Linked DNA regions of Mus musculus: all the other regions are linked to region 1. Evidence: chromatin contacts called from public HiCAR-type and promoter capture Hi-C data. All regions are on one chromosome and are shown on one strand. Each heading gives the region's core, a stretch centred on a gene start, on an enhancer-like site or on the middle of the called end of the contact. The rest is flanking DNA. Distances are from core to core; before and after follow the strand shown.

The links. Promoter capture Hi-C pulls out the DNA fragments that hold promoters and counts their contacts. HiCAR-type assays count read pairs that join an accessible place to other places.
Region 2: a HiCAR-type map of astrocytes shows a contact between it and region 1, with 4 times the contacts expected there. The contact joins the enhancer-like site here to the promoter of Gigyf2 in region 1. A contact is called at or near these places in 2 of 39 promoter capture datasets (hippocampal neurons and liver) and 3 of 115 datasets of contacts at active chromatin or transcription factors (astrocytes, extraembryonic endoderm stem cells and microglia).
Region 3: a contact with region 1 is called in a promoter capture Hi-C map of liver, with 7 times the contacts expected there. The contact joins the promoter of Dgkd here to the promoter of Gigyf2 in region 1. A contact is called at or near these places in 4 of 39 promoter capture datasets (hippocampal neurons, liver and pre-B cells), 2 of 484 Hi-C or Micro-C datasets (LSK cells and embryonic stem cells), 9 of 115 datasets of contacts at active chromatin or transcription factors (the SCID.adh cell line, astrocytes, epiblast stem cells and 6 more) and 2 of 9 other capture datasets (adipose tissue and liver).

Annotation. Positions count from the first base shown.
Region 1 is chr1:87,324,809-87,328,661 of GRCm38.p6, forward strand. Gigyf2 (GRB10 interacting GYF protein 2) reads left to right here and starts at 2,190. Exons shown (of 29, transcript NM_146112.4): 1 at 2,190-2,284.
Region 2 is chr1:87,878,262-87,882,114 of GRCm38.p6, forward strand. Dgkd (diacylglycerol kinase, delta) reads left to right here. Exons shown (of 30, transcript NM_177646.3): 2 at 2,107-2,217; 3 at 3,598-3,678. Among named protein-coding and RNA genes, the nearest start is that of Gm19582, 26 kb to the left of the region's middle. Within about 2 kb of position 1,665, at least 145 of the 459 cell types and tissues checked have an H3K27ac peak or open chromatin away from gene starts, as enhancers often do. A contact at or near this core is called in astrocytes, liver and microglia, where this site is marked.
Region 3 is chr1:87,851,300-87,855,152 of GRCm38.p6, forward strand. Dgkd (diacylglycerol kinase, delta) reads left to right here and starts at 1,988. Exons shown (of 30, transcript NM_177646.3): 1 at 1,988-2,157. The coding sequence starts at 2,002. It overlaps Gm19582 (predicted gene, 19582), which reads right to left and starts at 3,000. Exons shown (of 2, transcript NR_136921.1): 1 at 2,672-3,000; 2 at 2,048-2,559.

The sequences.
Region 1 (3,853 bases), core at 940-3,439:
CAATTTGACACAGCCCAGAGTCATCTGAGAGGAATGGGTTTCCCATTGAGGAACTGCCTAAATTAGATTGGCCTGTGGGCTTGTTGATAGGGGATTGCCCAGGTTGTTAACTAATGTAGAAGGGCCTGGCCCACTGCAGGCAGCAAAATCCCTGGGCAGGCAGTCCTGGGTTGTCTAAGAATACTTGTAAGAAGTGGGCCTAGGAACAAGTTTGTAAGCAACCCTTTCCATGTTTTCTGCTTTGAGTTCCTGCTTAAATTTTCATTGTGAGCCAGGTAATGGCGGTACATGTCTCAGCCCCAGTACATAGGAGATAGAGGCAGACAGAGCAATGTGAGTTCAAGGGCAGCCTAGTCTACAGAATGAGTTCAGGACAGCCAGAGCTTTGTGGAGAAACCCTGTTTTGAAAAATCAACCAACCAACCAAACCAAACCAAATTAAAGACACCTTTTCTTGAGAGCATATCCTTGCTCATCAGGGTCAGCAACACCGGAAGCTGGCAGTAATACAGCTCTTCAATGGGCCCTTCAGACTTTCATGCTGCTGAACTTATCTGGTGTCATCCATATTTTCCTTTTCCTTTGTTCTCTCCCCATGTATTAGCTACCTTTCCTGTTGCTGTAATAAAATACCCCAAAAGAATTTGCTTAAGAGGCAAAGGCCTTATTTTGGTTCACAATTCAAGAGTATGGTCCACCTTGGGAGTAGTCACATTGCTTCCAAGGTCAGGAAGTTGAGACTGATGGAACCTTTGAATGTTTCTGTGTAGCTTTTTCACTTAGGTCTTATACACTATAGAATTCTAGCTTATGGAATGGAATGGTATTTTCCACTTTACCTACTCTCGGGTTTCCCCACATCAAATAACATAATCTAGATAATCTCTCATAAATTTGCTCAGATATTTGTTTCCATGATGAATCCAAATCCCATCATGTTGACAGTCAAGATTAATGATCACAGTCAAGATTAATGATCATTCTCTGAATTTAATGCTCTTTTATACAGTCTCTCTTTGAAAGGGAATCAAGACTCAGGAAGGGAGGCAGAGGAGGAAGTTGGTATATATATATATATATATATATATATATGTATGTATGTATGTGTGTGTGTGTGTGTGTATTTTTTTTCCAAGTGTTGAATCCAGGGCTCCCAAACGACTAGGTTGGGAGTCTGCCACTGTGTTCTGAAACTTAAGTTTATGTTGATGGGAAGACCTATGATAAATGCTGGAGGATATTTTGCAGTGATTGTGTGAAACTGAGTGGATCCCAAACACCAAAGGTAGTAGAAAGGCAGGAAAAGACTAATGGTCCCAGAAAGACCCGGGTGACTTGAAATGGTAGATGTACCAGGTTTAGCAAATCAAAGTATATAGTATGTCCAGCTAAACATGAGTTTCAGAAAGACAGCAGATTAATTTCCTGTATTCTGTATTGCCGGGTTTACTATTCGTTATCTCGCAACCCTAAAATGGGAAGGCAGTATATATAAGGGGGTTGTAGGTCCACATGTAGTGGAAGGGTGTAGTAACTTTTTTTTAGTTTTTCGAGACACGGTTTCTCTGTATAGCCCTGGCTGTCCTGGAACTCTGTAGATCAGGCTGACCTTGAACTCAGAAATCGATCTGCCTCTGCCTCCCAAGTGCTGGGATTAAAGGTGTGAGCCACCACTGCCTGGCTAGGTGTAGGAACTTTTAAAACCTTCCCAGCTGTCACATTCCAGTACTCCAGGATGAATTTCCAGTTCTATAAGAAAGGAAACTGCTTTGAATTTCAGCTTTACCATTTGCCCCATGATGGACCAACTGGCAGGAAAATGCTAGACCAAATGCTGTGGAAAAGTTCTAGCTTGGAAAACCAGCTCATAAATGATGTGGAGATTTTTGTACTGCAACCGGGCACTGGATTGGGTGCATCGGACGGTGAGTCATAGGGCCTCTGGCCAGGCTCCAATTAGGGACACCAGTTCAACTCTAGGGCCATAGGAGATGCAGCCAAAGGCCCCACTGTGCGCCTGCGCTACTCAGGCTCCGTCCTCGCCCGGCCCTGCATCCGGGTCTCAGGGAGGGGCGTGTCCGAGGGGAGGGGCAGGCCGTCGAGGAAGGGAACGATGTCGTGGGAAGCTGGAGAGCAGGGAGGGAGTGAGGCGGGGATGTAGGCGGGGCGGGGGGCGGCGCGGCGCGCGGGGTCACGTGACGTGCGTGGCGACGTGTCGGCCATCTTGTGTTGTTGAGGCTGAGGATTGACTTGGGTTCTGAGAGACTCCTGTCCCGGACCGCAGGTAACCAGTGGCTCGGTGTGTGTCTCCCCTGCCCGCGGCCATCCCGCGCCCAGTCCCCGCCATAGCGCCCCGAGCTGCCGTGGCCCGGCGCCCACCGTCGCGTCCCCGCCGCTCCGGCCCGAGCCGGCCGCATGGACACACTCAGGCTGCCCGGCAGCGGCCACGGCCGCTGCCGGCTGGGGGCGTCAGACCTGGGGACAGGGCAGGTGCGAGGTCAGCAGGAGCCTCCTCCCGTGCGAGGGTCCCGGCAGTCCAGGGAGCGTCCCGGCCGAGGGCAGCCCCCTGCTTTCGCCCCCGTGGCATCGCGGGGGAAGCCGAGGAGAGGAGGCGGGAGGCGGGGTGGGCAGTGTCAGGCCGGAGGGTTCGCCTTCCGCTGCCCGCTCCTCGGGGCTGGTCGCCCGCACAGCCTCGGGGTACCCCGGCTAACAGCTGCTGCGAGCCGACAGCTGCTCCTGCCGGCGCTCCTGCCCGCACCTGCCCCAGGGAGGTGCGCCCTTGCCTTCTCCACCGAGCATCTGGACTGGGGAAGACTGCTTCTAGGGCTGGAGGACTGGTCTTGAGCAGGCCCCAGGCAAGGTGGAGTCATGATCTGATCCTGGGACTGAGAGGCTTGGGAAAGTAGAGCCCCGGGCAGCCCCGGGGACCCGAATGTTCATACCGGCTTGAAATGGGCAAGCAGTTTCCCACGAAGCACTCTTGAACACTTTGGTTTTGTAGCTGAAATATAAATCAAGCCAGCAAGTAAGGAAGGGTGTGAAAGGAGCTGATTGTGTGACCGCGTTTGGGAAGCAGTAACGTTGCTTTGCATTTATCTAGTACGGTCTCCCCTCACCTCCAGTTTTCTCGAAAGTCAAAGCACTTAAACACACCTAGTGGTTCTATTAGGAAGGTAAGTATTCCAACATAACTTAAGAAATGAAGGGACTCAATCAGTGATGGCTTCCCACCTAGTCCCATCTACCTTGAATTATAGGTAATTATGTTTCAGAGTGTTGTATACAGGGATTGTAGTCTTCCTTATGTAGTTACTCCTCTTTAGTAACAAATGACTTCCTAAATTACAAAAACTATTATCCTACTTTTTGTACATGAGTTTTCATCCTTTTTTGTGGCTCTGACTGGCAGAATTTTTCCTTTTGGTTAGAACATATACTTTGTCTTCATTTAATGATATTTCCCTAATGTAGCAGCTTTTAGATTGCCTAGACTGGGATATGTACTTCACTGTCACATAAGAAGACACTAGGAAAACATTTAGAAGTGACATATGTCTGGAAAAATACCAACGTTGAAGATGTTGGTGATTTGCTAGAAAGAAAAAGACCATACCTTTTTTGGTACTTGACAAAGGATTTAGAGTTTTGTGGCTGGGGAAGAAGAGATTATGTACTGTATGCTGCCATTCTTGTCTTTTCCTTTCTTTTCTGTTTGACTACAAGTACTACAGTATGTAGTGTGAATGCTGAGGGACAAACATTTCTGTTTGTGTTGCGCTCACTTCTGGACATCTAAATACTTAAGTAAAAATATACAAATACTTCTTGATGTGATGATTGGGCTGTGTCCCTT
Region 2 (3,853 bases), core at 415-2,914, 550 kb after region 1:
TTTGTAAGAAAAACTAGCAGCAGATACAAAAATACTTTTGTATCTCTTCTTTAATGATAATTTGTAACTTTTCTGGGTTGACCTGTTGGTTTTGTGGCCTTATTTTTATTTTAAAATTTGTACTTAGGAAAGAAATGGAAGCAATTTCTTCCCCTTCCAAGGTAAGGAAGCTGAGTTGGGGTGAGGAGGGCTCTAAGTGAGTCCTTTAATGTCCACAGGAGAGGGTCTCTGTGTGTGCTTCAGGCATGCGTGGATGGTTATGTACAGATGTATTTAACAGGAATGCCATCCATGCAAGCTTGGAACTGGAAAGGGCACTCAGAATCAAAGCTGGTTCTAGCTCCTCCATACTGCAGATTGGATTGTGTCCTGGCCTTAGGTCCTTGTTTTGCTGTAGTGGCAGTAGCTGGATGTGCTTCTTCCTTGGTTTGTGGCATCATGCTATGTTTCCCTTGATATTTTTTAACTGCCTGGAAATAGGCTAAGTGGTGCTTTCAGAAGTAAGAGGTGAAGGTAAATTCTCAAGAGGGCAGCTGGTATAGTACCAGGTAGGATCCACAGAGTACATTCTAGTGAGCCTGTGAATAAATGTGAGCACGTGCACCCCGCCTGGCTGGTTAGAAGGTGCCTAAGGAAGATGCCTTGTGTCAGAAGGAGGAGAGGAAATCTCAGGCACCATATAATGGCCTGTGCTCTGCTGGTCTGTGGACCCCAAACCTGGTTTTGTGTGTTTAAGGAGTGAAGGAGCTGGGGTTTGGTTTAATATTTTTCTCTCTCTCTATCTTTCTTCCCTGAGATACAGGATGGTGGAAACTTAGTTATACAGTGTGCTGTCTTTTTATTTTGGCACGATTGGATGACCCAAGGTTTCTGTGTCTTGTTTACTCTGGTTTTATGTTAGGAAGTTTAAAGTATCCTTAAATGCCAGGTGGTGGTGGTGGTGCATGCTTTTAATCCCAGCACTTGGGAGGCAGAGACAGGTGGATTTTATGAGTTTCAGGGCAGTCTAGTGTACAGAGCAAGTTCCAAGACAGCCAGGGCTACACAGAAACCCTGTCCCGAAAAACCAAGAAAACCCCTGCCTCGAAAAACTTAAAAAAAAAATTCAGATGTCTAGGTGCTTCATACATACACTATTTCAAAAGTTGTTTACAGGGCAAAGCTGTATAACTGTAGTATAAGGAAAGTGCTGAATATGGAGTTGAGTTCTTATTCTTCTGGACATTATTTATTGTTGTTATTTTTTTTTTTTTTTCTTTGCAGTGCTGGGGATGGAACCCTGGGCCTTGAGTGTGCTAGACAAACATTCTATACTGAGCTATACCAGGCCTGTTATTAGTGTTGACTGCATTGCTGACTCTGAGTGGTTCAGGGCATCTTGCCATTCCTTGAGTGTTTGATTTTCATGTAGTAAGTTAGGATCAGTGTTCACTGGGAGCCAAGTACATGGGACCATGCTCTGACTTGCTGTTATCTGAGCAGGGGAAGTTCTCTAGGGAGAAGGGAATATTTCCTGTAGTATAATGGGCTTGTCAGTATCATGGGGGTGGGGGAGTGGGGAATAGAGAGGACAGAGATGAGTGTCAGATGCCTATGTTGACCTCAGAACCATGCACAGGGCTGAGTAGAACACAGGCCTAGAGCCACACTGAAACTCAGAGCAGTGAACGTGAACAGTTTTGGCAACAAGATCCTGAGAAATGGCAGGAGGCCAGAGAACACGAAGGCAGGGCCAAGAATAGCTGAAAATTACCAAATGCTGAAGCTGGAGAATGCACTGGTCTTTGTTGTCCCCCAGCTGCTACTTCCTGGAGTCCCTCGAACCTCAGTTTCTCCTTTGCTAATCTGTTGGGCATAGTTAGGAAACACCTTGAGTCTCTAAGGCCTGTTCTGTTAGAGAAATGGTATACCCCTTGCTTCTCCCTTGGCAGCACAGTGCTTATATGGCCAGTGTTGAGGTCAAGGTCTGTGAGAGAACAAGAACTGTTCTTCTGGTAGGCTGCTTGGCCCCTTAGGGGCACAACCTTGTTCATCAGTCACAACAGGCTGTTTCAGGGCAATGGGCACCTCAGAAATGCAGCTCACAGTGTGCTTTTGTGCTTTCAGACCATCCTCAAAGAAGGCATGCTGACCAAACAGAACAACTCGTTCCAGCGATCCAAGAGGAGGTACTTTAAGCTTCGAGGGCGAACACTTTACTATGCTAAAACTGCAAAGGTGAGGCACTGTTAGAGGACCTCCTCAGGAGCCTCATTAGGAGCTCAGTACTCATGCACAGGATAAATACTTGCATACCAGTTATTTCCTGGTAGGGTTGTTTGTTGTTTGTTCGTCTGTTCGTTTTGGTCATGTTGGAATTGAACACAGAGCCTTGGATGTGGTATTCACAGTCTACCACTGAACTATAGCCCCATCTCATCTGGCTTGTAATAAATAGTAGGTGTCAGATTTTATTTGTCACTAAGCATGCTTTATTTTTCATAAAAATTATTTCTGTTCCTTTCCCCTTTCTCTGAAAATGGAAAAATGGTCACATAACTAACTCTATTACAGTTAGCTTCCTTTCAGAAAGATGGGAACCACAGGCTCGTGAATCTTTTTTATGGGCTAAGAGCTACTCTGGTCATCGGGCATCTTAGTGTGTGAACAAAAATATGTAGGTCTTTATCTCTAGGCTTCCCAGCTGCTGGCCCTGGGTGGTGAGTTCCTGCCCTGTTAAGACTCAAAGCTGGACTCCTTAGGCAGGTGTCAGAGGAGCAGCTGGGATGTTGCTGTCAACTTCAAACCCCAGTGTGCAGGCTGGAAGGCCTAACATGGCTCAGTGTTGGTGGCAGTTCTAATACTCGGGCAAAAAGAAAAGTCTGGAATGATAAGCATCCCTAGAGAGTTAGTGTGCTGAAATGAGGAATGGAGCAAGGCAGCATGGCTAGAAGGGTTCTCACCACAGCCATGGCTATTTTAGTCCTATTGGTGGGGGTGGGGAAGGTTTTCTTAGTTGTTAGTCTTTCTTTCAGGGATTCCAGATAGAGTCATCTTAGAATAGAGGGCACAGTGAAATAAACTGGAGGTAGGGGCTGTGGCTTGGACGTTAGTGGGGAGAGGAATAGAGGCAGCCCCTAGAACTGGCTGGACTCTGCAGGACTGAATTCCTCATGCTCTATTCCTTGGCTTTCTTTATGGTGGTATGGGTTATTCTCATGGGGTCTGTCTCTTGTCCCTATAGTATTTGTTTTAGTTGGAACTTTTTTCCAATTATTTTGCTGGAGAAACCCAAACCAGAGGGATCCTCTAACTCTGGATCCTGACTGGCTGTCTCATACCTAATCTGGAAGCACAAGAAAGAAAGGTCAGCATTGGTATACATACCCACTAATGAACTCTGGAGTGAAAGCCACAGACTACCTGTGATCCATGCTCTTTGGGAGAGGCAGGCAGACAGGTGGTTGCATGAATTTCGCATGGTGTATTGATCAGATGTTGAGGTTTCAAGGAACCTGAGCTTGTAGGTGTGGGTAGGGAGAATCTGGGCAGCACCACCAGTGCTTGGATGTGCTTGCCCTGGCTTGCCTGAAATCCTCTGTTTGCATCTCTCTCCAGTCGATTATATTTGATGAGGTAGACCTGACTGATGCCAGCGTAGCAGAATCCAGCACCAAAAATGTCAACAACAGTTTTACGGTAAGATTCTAAGCCACACCCTTATCCTTCTCCAAGGCTGCATTTCTTTCTCGTTGGAATGTGGCATGAAGTACTTCAGAGTTTCTCATCCCCTTCATGATGAATTTCTGGTAAATGTTGGATTTCATGCTGAAAGCAGTACTGTGGCTGGAGAATAATCAGAACATGGTAATGT
Region 3 (3,853 bases), core at 738-3,237, 530 kb after region 1:
AGCACCTTTCCTTGCTGAGCCTTCTCACCAGCCCCACAATTACCTTTTAAAAACCCACCCTACAGATACTGTCACATTCTGAGGGCCCAGAGGTCAAGACTTCAGTAATGATTCATGGGAAACTTCCTTCGGCCACATACACTCTGCCTCTCTGCCCATGCTCTACTTATGAACTTCCCCCAGGCCTTGACTTCCTGGGAGACCAACCCTGTAGTACCCAGACAGAGGAAATCAGTTGGTCTGAGTTCACATCCTGCCTCCCTAGCATCCTTAGGGGAGTGATACCTGAGACTTCCATGGCAGGGGCTCCGTTTCCTTTTGGTTCGTGGGGTATGGCTGAGGGCTGTGTGTTTCATCCTGCATGCACAGGAGCTCAGTATGGGCAGTTGTCACTATCAAGTGCTATAGAATCTGTCTGTGTTAGAAGTACATACACTATGGTAGCTGCCAAGCCATATGAGGCCATTCAGTGCTGCAAATGTTGACTAGTGTCACTGAGGAACTGAAATTTTGTTGTTTTTGTTTTCTTTGAGACAGGGTCTCCTCTGTGTAGCCCTGGCTGTCCTGGAACTGAGTCTGTAGATCAGGCTGGCCTTGAACTCAGAGATCTGCTGGCTTTGGCTCCTGAGTGCTGGGATTAAAGGCGTGCACCACCACTGCCCAGCTTGGTTCTTTTTCTTTTTCTTTTTCTCTTTTCTTTTCTTAAATGTCATTCTTTAGCCTAGGCTGGTACTAGTTAATAGGAATTTAAATATAAGTACTTGTATGTAGCCAGTGGCTACAGCATAGGTGGAGTGTGTCCTGGTTCATCCAGGCATCTCAGATCTTTTTCACAAAAGTCATCCTCTGTACTGGTTGGGAGGTCAGTATCCTGGCCTCATCTTTGTGCCAGATTAGGAACCTCCTGTGGTTCCTGGTGGTATCTGACTTGTATTGCCACTAGAATGAGTTGTCCAGTTGTCCAGAGGCCCAAAGCTTGCTGATTGGTGGGTCTCCAGCAGCAGCCTCTGAAAGGGTGAAGGGATAGCCAAGGTGGTCCTCTGCTGACTTGCCTCTTAGAGCAGAGCAGAGCAGGAAGGTAGCACATTGTCCTGGTTGGCCCCAAGTCCTTTTCCATCTCAATATGCCCAAACAAAACAAAACAACAAAAAAACAAAACTCCAAACGGAAGCCACTCCTTTTCTAACTGCATAGGGTCCTCCTTTGGCTCAGAGTTCATTCTGCTATGTCTCTCTAGTACCCCATCCCTCCCTTCTGAATCTCAGTTCCCTTCTCTATCTCTCAGCCCCAGCCAGTAATTCAGAGTGCCTATTTGCCTTAATACTTCATAGATCCTCCGCTTTGTGACCCAGCCAGGCTCAGCTTATCTACCTCTTTACTCCCCCAACTCCAACCGGGTTTCTTGCTGCCCTCAGGTCTCAGCAGAAAAGGCCAATCCCGTATCTGGTCCTCAGAGCCTCGATCCCAAAGCTCTCCAGTTCCTGTCCTAGTCCCATTTTCCTCCCTCTAAGCCCCTCTAAATCCCTTCCTTCCTTTCTTTTTTCTTTTTGCCTCTGGGCCTTTGCACAGATCTAGCCTCTGCCTACAACACGGTTCCCCGGTTCTCCATCTTTCCTTAACAGTGGCCTTAACAGAAGTTCTCCCTCTGGGTGTACTTTCACGCACTCTGTAAACTGTTTCACCAACATAGTCCAGCGGCCTCCTAGAGATCACTTACACTCGGGTATGAGTGATAAAACAGTGTACTCAGAGACAAAAACTAGAAATTGTGTTCCAAGAAGAAAACGACAGAAGACATCAGAAGGAAAGAGATGGGTCAGGCCGAAACAACCCAGCAAGGGCCCGGCAAGCCTACGTCTGCGCCCACTGCCTATGGGGGCGCGGTGGGGTGGGGCGGCCGGCCTCTAGGCCCCGCCCCGCCCAGGCTCCGCCCCAGGCGCTGGGCCCATCCCATCCCCGCCCCGCCCCGCCCCCCCGCGGCGCGCGCGCTGGCCGGGCAGCATGGCGGCGGCGGCGGGCGCCCCTCCGCCGGGTCCTCCTCAGCCACCTCCGCCGCCGCCGCCTGAGGAGTCGTCCGACAGTGAACCCGAGGCTGAGCCGGGCTCCCCGCAGAAGCTTATCCGTAAGGTGTCCACGTCGGGCCAGATCCGGCAGAAGGTGAGCCCGCGGCGTCGGCCGGGCGCGCGCCCCTCACGCCGCGGTCCCTGCCGAGGCCCGTGACCGTGTGCGAGCGGCCGCCCAGGCCCTGCCGGGCCCGAGGTCCTGCGGTCGCTGCTACGGGGCCGAGCGCGCCGCGGCTTAACGGACCGCGGGGACCGGGCCGCGAGGACGGGGCCGCGGGGACCGGTCTGCGGGGACTGGGCGCAGGTGGGCGCCGCCGCTGAGGAGACCGAGGCCCGGCGTGCTGCTGGGGCCGCTGCGGGGACCGCTGCGGGGGCCGCAGGCGCGTGCTCCCCGAGGCCTGGGGGGTCTGTAGGTCTGAGCACCGGGTGCAGCTTCCCGTACTCACCTGCGTCAGGCTCTCCCTCCACTGCTCAGCCCGCTGCGGGGTCCTCACCCCTATGTTCCGAAAGGGAAGGGATGCGCGTGTAGTGGCCGCTTCTCCCTCTCTCCCTCCCTCTCTTCCTCCCTTTCACCCTCCTCCCTCCTTGGGAAAGCCGGGACTCCTCACCCGCTGGGCTCAGAACTCTCTCCGTGGAGAACTCCAGCCGCTCGGGTTGCAGTGCAGAGAGACACATGCCTTTTTGTTGTCTTTCCCTAAGAATAAAGTTGCACCCTTTGCTTTTCCTTTCTGGTTCCTCTTGAAAACTGCGTATGGTTTCTTGCCGAGGTGAGCCCTCCTTGTTGGAAGGGCTTCCTCAGGCAGGTGGCTGGACAGGTGGTGGCTAGCAGGTTGCCACCGTGGGGCAGCCTTGGCAGTTCCGGCTGGCACGGGCTTGCTCATCCTGCTGCAGTGCGCTTTTCCTCCGAGGCCAGTTAGTTACCCTTTACTGGAAAAACCATTTCTTGCTTGATCATCTGCCACCCTCTGTTACTTGCCGGGGTTGGGGATTGGGGTGCCATTTAGGTGCTGACGTGGTCCATTTGTTATGTGGTACCCAAGTCATTCAGCACACGGGACCTAACACCTGTGTTATTCTAGCTATAACAATTACAGCCCCAGGAACAAGTTTAAGGAGCCTTGATACTAATGGAAATGCCCTTTCCTAGTGCTTGGTCCTTAAGATAGGTAGTGGTGTGAGGCAGATCAGACTCTCTGACTGAGGGGAATGGTGAGTGAAGGCCAGGATCGCGGTGGGGACGGTGGACTCCTCCGAAATTGCATTGAGTCCAGAGTTTTATTGGTCAGGAGGTGTCTCCCTGCCTTTCCTCTGGACAAAAACAATAGCTGCTATACCAGCTGTTCTGGTTGTTGTTGTTGGTAGGAGTGACAGTTGTGGTGTTAAAAATACACCCGAGGACTTGTGTTCTGAATACATTCACATCTGCTGTACAGATAGCTCAAGGCTGATTTTTCTTCTGGGTTGCTAGAGCTTGTTAAGAAGTGGGAAATAAGAAGTTTACTGTGTGCAATAACTTCCCTTTGTAGCAGAGAGGCCATTCACAAAGATTTCCTGGTAATATGTGTGTGGCATATAATGCTAAGTTCCAAATGGTGTGATCAGAACCCACTCTTACTGTTTGACCAGAAGAGCTTAGTGCAGGGGCGCTGTGACACAGGTGCTGAAGAACAGAGAGGGAGCTGCATTGAGGCAGTTCAGAGCCGAGGCCATTAGCAGGAAGCCACTGCTACCACCCAGGGGTGGGGGAAGAAGGTCAAAGGGAGAAGACCACATCAGACTCCAGGGCCAAT